Linked DNA regions of Mus musculus: region 2 is linked to region 1. A link is a contact called in public HiChIP or PLAC-seq data. All regions are on one chromosome and are shown on one strand. The core of a region is the stretch at or near the end of the contact, and the rest is flanking DNA. Distances in the headings are between cores, read along the strand shown.

Region 1 (3,116 bases), core at 240-2,739:
ACAGTCCTGTCTGATTTGATGCTCTTGCTGCAAACATCTACATCTTGTTAGGTCTCTGCTTAAAGGTACCCACCCAGAGAGACTTGGGAAAACACCTCTTCTGGCCCATTACTCTCCAGTCGTCTGTGCTGTGGATTCCCAGAGGAACTCCCCACTGGTTGACTTCAATGTCCTCTCACTGATGCTCCTGCATCAGAATCCCCTTCATAACTCAAGGCAAGCATTGTGTGTGGCGTTAAGCCCCAAGATGCCTGTTAGACAGCCTGGTTCAGACAGGCCTGGAGCTGGATGGAAAGGGATTCAGGGAATCCCAGGTCACCATCTCATTAGAAACAGAGTAATGGTTTGAAGAAAGGGGACGGTAGGAACCACACTGACTAAGGCAACGTGTCAGGGTACCAGGAATTCTGAGTTCATGGAGGCTATAAGGATGTACATAAGATGACAGCCAGTTAGTTAGCAGCACTCCTCCATGGCCTTAGCATCCATATCGGCTCACACAACCGGGATCCTGTCCTGCCTCACTTCCTTTGATGAACAAAGATGTGGAATCTTAAGCAAAATAAACCCTTTCTTCCCCTATGCTGTTCCTGGTCATACTACTTCATCACAGCAAGAGAAACCCTAACTAGCACAGTTTCCCATCTCATGGGCAAACTCACAGTCTCTCCAGAGCTAGGATTAAATCTATGCTGATATTTCAGGAGAATGTGCAGGAGTTGGGCCTCTCCTTCCGAAGTGTGGTTCCTGGCGTTCCAAGTCATCAGGCTTGGTCAGCAAGTGTATATCTCTTGTGAGTTCAAAGCAACCCTTGAACCCTCTGTGTTGGATGGATGTCCTGTCTCCTTAGCTCAGTTAACTTAGACCAAACAACCTCTGGGCTAAGGATCTACCTTGTGAAGAAAGAAGTAAACTGTTTGTAGTGTTTTGCATGCGGTGACGATGCCATCTCTCCATCAGCGAGAGATTCAGGCCTACAGCTGGCTGGATAAGGAGAAGATGAATTTGTCCTGCAAATAACATGCTTCCACTTAGATTCAGTGAAGTCTGAGAGTGTCCTGGGCGCTGGGAAGGAAGACTACTAATAAACTATGGGGGCGGGGGAGAAAGAGAGAGAGAAAGAGAGAGAGAGAGAGAGAGAGAGAGAGAGAGAGAGAGAGAGAGAGAGAGAGAGAGAGAGAGAGCGCTAAATGCCCCAGGCCACGAGATCCTGCTGCAGATGCTCAGCGAGAAGGCCCGGGGCCACTCCAAGTCCACCCCACCGCAGCGCAGCGGAGTCGGGGGCTCCTGGGGGGAAGCAATGGGATGCTCAAGCGGCCGCCTCGGGCCCTGGCCAGGAAGGAACCGGGTCCGACAAGGCGAGCCCTCCATGCAATGATCCCAGGGCTGTGTCAAGGGTGCAGTCGCAAGGAGGGCCGCGCTTACCTGCTGCAGGGCTCTGCGCTCACTCCTCCAGACCGCCAGCTCGCCGGCCGTCACCCGGGCAACCGCTACCGCTAGCCGAAGTCACGTGAGGCGACTCGGCCAATCTTGCTGGGCGAAGACGACGTGGAGCATCCTGGGAGGGAGAGTGGGAGGTACCATACGTGGTGAGTACCGGAAGTGAGGCCGTACAGGCGTGTGGCGTGCGGGTGACTTTAGTCTAGACTGCAGACGAACGATAACTCAGATCTGCCTATGTAAGATCCGAGCACCACACTTTCACCTACGACAGAGTCTTCCGGGAAGTATTAGAGACACTTTTGTCTTTCCCGTATGAATTTAGGTTTGTAAAACAAAACAGATTCGGAGGCCAGCGAGATGGCTTAGAGCTAAAGGCGCTTTCCTCCAAGCCGGACGAAGGGAGTTTGATTCCAGGGCCTATTTATTTAGTAAAGGAGCGTGCATTAAATACTACTCAGAATTCTGGCCAGCCCACTGCCCTGCGTGTATTCAGAGCTACTACTCTTTAATCTCTGGTCCAAAGTCAGTGCTTAAGGCCAGAGAAAACCCTTCCCTTCCCCTCGGAGTGCTGAGGCTTTGTGGTAGAAGTCTCTATAGTACCACTTTCCAGGCCTTCAAAACGTGGGAGCTGCGCGGGGCGTGGTGGCGCACACCTTTAATCCCAGCACTTGGGAGGCAGAGGCAGGCGGATTTCTGAGTTCAAGGCCAGCCTGGTCTACAGAGTGAGTTCCAGGACAGCCAGGGCTATACAGAAAAAAAGAGGTGGGAGCCTCCCAAGGCTGTCCAGAGGACTTGAGAAGGGAGGTGCCCTCGCCTTTGAAGAAGGAGGAGGAGGAAGAGGAAAAAGGAGGAGGAGGAGGAAGAAAGAAGAAGCAGCTGCTCTAGGATGGGCAGAGGCCCTGTCTCCTGAGCTCTCTGCTCTGTCAATGCTCTTTGAGTTAGGATGTCTTCTAACTAAGGCTATATTTAGGAAGAGAGTACTATGTCCTATGTCCTGTCCAGGTAATATAGCTTGAAAATAATTTCCCCTAGAAGTATTCTCAGTTAACTGTGTGCCAAGTGTTATCAGATGAAATATAGAACAGCCAATTTTATTTACATTTCGGATAATTTTTATTTGCTGAATACGCCATATTTGTGCCCAGCATCATTCTAAGTGAGTCACATAGGTGCTCTGATTGATTCCTGTGTCTCCAGGATGAATAACAGGCGGGCTCTGTGTTTTATAGGTGAACACTGTTGTGCTTTTCCAGAATTCTGTGCACCTGCAAAACTGCTGCAGTCAACACCCTTGTTTCCCCAAATAACTCATCTTTTGTGTTCTGGGAAGGACCCATAAAACTGTCCACTCTTCCTCATGAATCCCATGCAACTCAATTCCCAGCTAGCAGCTGGTCCTCTTGTTTACCCATGGCAACACCCATTCTGTGTCTCCTAGTTGATTAGTAAAATTTAGAAACAAAACTCACTCCCTGAAACCAGTCAGGAATAAACATTTCTGGGTCTTCTACTTGAGGGTTAAAGCATCCCAACCAAAAATCATCCCACCCTTCCTCTAAGCAGGTCTTAGATGGAGCCATGACTCTCCCTATTGCAATCACTTGGGGTGGCGGCGGGAGTGTGGGGTGTGTGTGTGTGTGTGTGTGTGTGTGTGTGTGTGATCTTCTTAACTG
Region 2 (3,116 bases), core at 275-2,774, 34 kb before region 1:
CAACAGGTTGGGGAGGCAGATGGGAGAGAGGTTGCCTAGCTGGTTAGAATCTGGGAAGGCATTCAATTTGTTATGCTGCTATATGAATTCATGTAATGTCCATAAGGAAGAAGATTTGGAGGGAAGTATGTGGCTCCACAGCAATCCTCCATGCGACATTTTTGGCACAGTCCTTTAGCAATCCCTCTTCAGTGGTGATCTGGTCAGCTAGCAGCTCCTCCTTCCCTCTGAAGGCCTCTCCTTCCTCCTGTCTTTGTGTCTCCTGGCTCTGACCTGGCCCTTGCCCACGCTGCACATGGCAGTCTGTGTTAGGACAGGAGAAAGCTGTGTACCTGACAAGAGCAAATGTGATTGCTTTTCCAGGAAAATAAACACCTTGTGGTTCAGAATCGGCTTCTGCCTGAGGACAATGTGGTGTGCTTGACACATCCTGGTTTGCAGCATGGGCAAAAGCCAGGCCACAGCCAATAGACACCACAGACAGGAAGAAGGAAAGGCCTTCAGAGGGAGGGAAGAACTATTAACTGACCTGATCACCACAGAAGATGGGGCTGCTAAAGGACTACTTAAAATGTCACTTGGGGAAATTACTATGGAGCCATGAGGGTGCATGGGAACTGGAGAGAAACAAAGGCAAAGCAATCCTTTTCTGATTATCTGATTATTAAAGTTTTCTCCTCTAAGGGAAGCCCTTTCTCAGCAAGAAGCCCAGGGAGTGAATGGACTGCATCCCAGCTGGGTGGCCAAGCAGGGTGAGTGTGGTAACATGAGCAGACCAGGGTGGGCAGTCCTGGTTGATCACTCTCCCTGCCCACCCACCTGGTCAACAGGCCCTTACAAACCAAAGCAGAGACCGCAGGGTTCCCTTGGGTCCCCAGTATCCCTCGTAGTTCCCAATGAGGCCAGGTTAGGATGCTAAGCACCGCTGAGGACTATTTCTACTCAAGGGTAGTGAGGCTACTTGAAGAATTCTGGCCCCAGGGTTCTCTGAACTATGGGGATCCACCAAGGAGCCTGACAGTACTCTGGGGTGAGTTTGAAAGGATTGTTTGGTGAAAGATTCTCAAAGTGTAGTTCAGAGAACTCTGGGCATATAACTTGAAAATGCAGAGGGGTCTGGAATGCTTGAAAACTGACCCAGGCTGCAACCGGTCAACCCAGACTGAGGAGGCATGGGAACCCAGATGAGACTTGTGTTTGTCCTGAGGCCTACCCAGTGTGGCTACTGATCAGTATCTGTTCCCAGGGCTCTCTGGAGTCGTGATTGGCTGGGCCTGCCTACATACTCTAACTAAAATGCAGGCCCCAAGTTGAATACAGCATGTGACCAGGCAGGGGTGGCTGCCACATCACACATGAAGGTGACAGGTGACGTCAGTTGACAACAATATAGAATGTGTCACAGTAAGACTAAGGCCTGTTTCAGGAGCTGATTTTCTTGCTGGGGTTGGGGGAAGGGCCTTACGATGTAGCCTTGGCTGGTCTAGCTCCTGCTGTGTAGAGCAGGCTGGTCCTGAATTTACAGACCTCTAGCTCCCCCTGCCTTCTGTAAACTGGAGTAAAAGGCTGGTGCTCCCACACCTGGCTGGAGCCAGTGAGCAGCTTTTGACCTCAGGTCTTGGTGTTGGCAGGTAGCAGGAAGGGATTTTTAGTACAGGGGTTACGTGATTCCAGCCAAGTTACCAGGTCGCCAATCAAGAAAAGCAGTGTTGGCTTGGCCTCTCTGCTTTTTGTTTTTAACTTCAAGGGGAAGGTACCTACCCAGCGCAGAGCCTGCAACAAGAAGGCTTTCAAGCGGTCACTCCCCCAGATCAAATCCTTCTTCAGCTTCTCATAATCCAGGGAGGGCAGTAGCGGGACATCCTTCAGCTTCCTGCGAAGCACCCAGCACCGCAGCAAGTTCAAAGAGAAGAAAGGGGCAAAGGGCGGGCATGCCATTACATCTCCTGAGCATCAATCAGTCAGGACACCTGCTTAGACCAAAGGATCCTGAAGTGGCCCAACTGCCACCCAACTCAGCTCCCAGAATTCCAGTGTCAGCCAGATCAGCCCTGCCTGTAATGCTGGATGGATTTTATGTAGCTAAATTTAATTCTTCTTAGATTTCAGTGGTATGCAAATTTTCTGTAATAAGCATGAATTACTTACATAATAAGAAAAAAATTACATACTAGGTTTTGTTTTAGTTTCTGTGTTCAAACAGAGTCTCACTGTGTGGCCCAGGCTGACCCTCCCACCTCAGCCTCCCAAGTACAGTGATTATAGGCTGTGTCAGTCACGTAAGTCCAACTCCCTAAACCCATGCTGACTTTTTGAGTTTGCTAACTGCATAGGGCTTGTGTAAAATATTAACACTGGGAAGTCTCGTGGAGGGCTGGAGACATGGCTCAGCAGTTAAGGGTACTTGCTGCTCTTACAGAGGATAAAGGTTCCATTCCTAGCACTAATATGGTGGCTCACAACCATCTGTAACTCCAATTTCTGGGAACCCTGTCATAGGAATGCTAGTAGAATCACTCTAGGGTAAACCTCAGAAGGAAACAGTTGCTTTTCACTGTCTCCAGGGTAGACATCAGTGACTAGGGTAGACATCAGTGACAGTAGTTTTCTGGAAGTGCCTTGACCTTGAAGAAATCATTGTAGAAATCAGTGATTGTTTTCTGTTGTCTATGGACTTATTGTTCTGAAGGAGCTTTTCAGTCTTTGCATGACCTTGGTCAGGGGACACTCCTGGCACACCTGGAAGGTCTTCTATTGTTACGCACTGCAAACACTACACAATGGGACTAAAGTTGCAGAGGCCCGAGGTTTTCCTTCAGGAAAAACAGATTAGATTAGGGACTCTGGGATGAGGAACTTGTTTTACACCCCCCCCCAACAGCTTTTGTTTAACAATAAAAATATCTTTGCATGGCTGATCAAGGTTCCATTCCTGCTGCCTTAGAGTCTGAATTACATTCTGTAGTACCCCCCTTTCTTTGATTGACCCACATTACAAAGAATACTGACAGGACCCAATACCCTCTTCTGGCCTCTGCAAGCCATGCATGTGGTGTATACACAGGTAAACTGGAACACATACATACACAAAAATAAATGCATTCCAGAGAGAATTC

Evidence for each region. HiChIP or PLAC-seq counts read pairs in DNA pulled down with a chosen protein or histone mark.
Region 2: a contact with region 1 is called in an H3K27ac HiChIP or PLAC-seq map of embryonic stem cells, with 8 read pairs. The contact joins the enhancer-like site here to the promoter of Armc9 in region 1. A contact is called at or near these places in 3 of 484 Hi-C or Micro-C datasets (B cells, centrocytes and group 2 innate lymphoid cells), 2 of 115 datasets of contacts at active chromatin or transcription factors (both in embryonic stem cells) and 2 of 9 other capture datasets (adipose tissue and pancreatic islet).

The regions. Positions count from the first base shown.
Region 1 is chr1:86,153,153-86,156,268 of GRCm38.p6, reverse strand. Armc9 (armadillo repeat containing 9) reads right to left here and starts at 1,489. Exons shown (of 25, transcript NM_030184.2): 1 at 1,426-1,489.
Region 2 is chr1:86,187,634-86,190,749 of GRCm38.p6, reverse strand. Armc9 (armadillo repeat containing 9) reads right to left here. Exons shown (of 25, transcript NM_030184.2): 11 at 1,762-1,873. Among named protein-coding and RNA genes, the nearest start is that of Armc9, 34 kb to the right of the region's middle. Within about 2 kb of position 1,524, at least 36 of the 459 cell types and tissues checked have an H3K27ac peak or open chromatin away from gene starts, as enhancers often do. A contact at or near this core is called in embryonic stem cells, where this site is marked.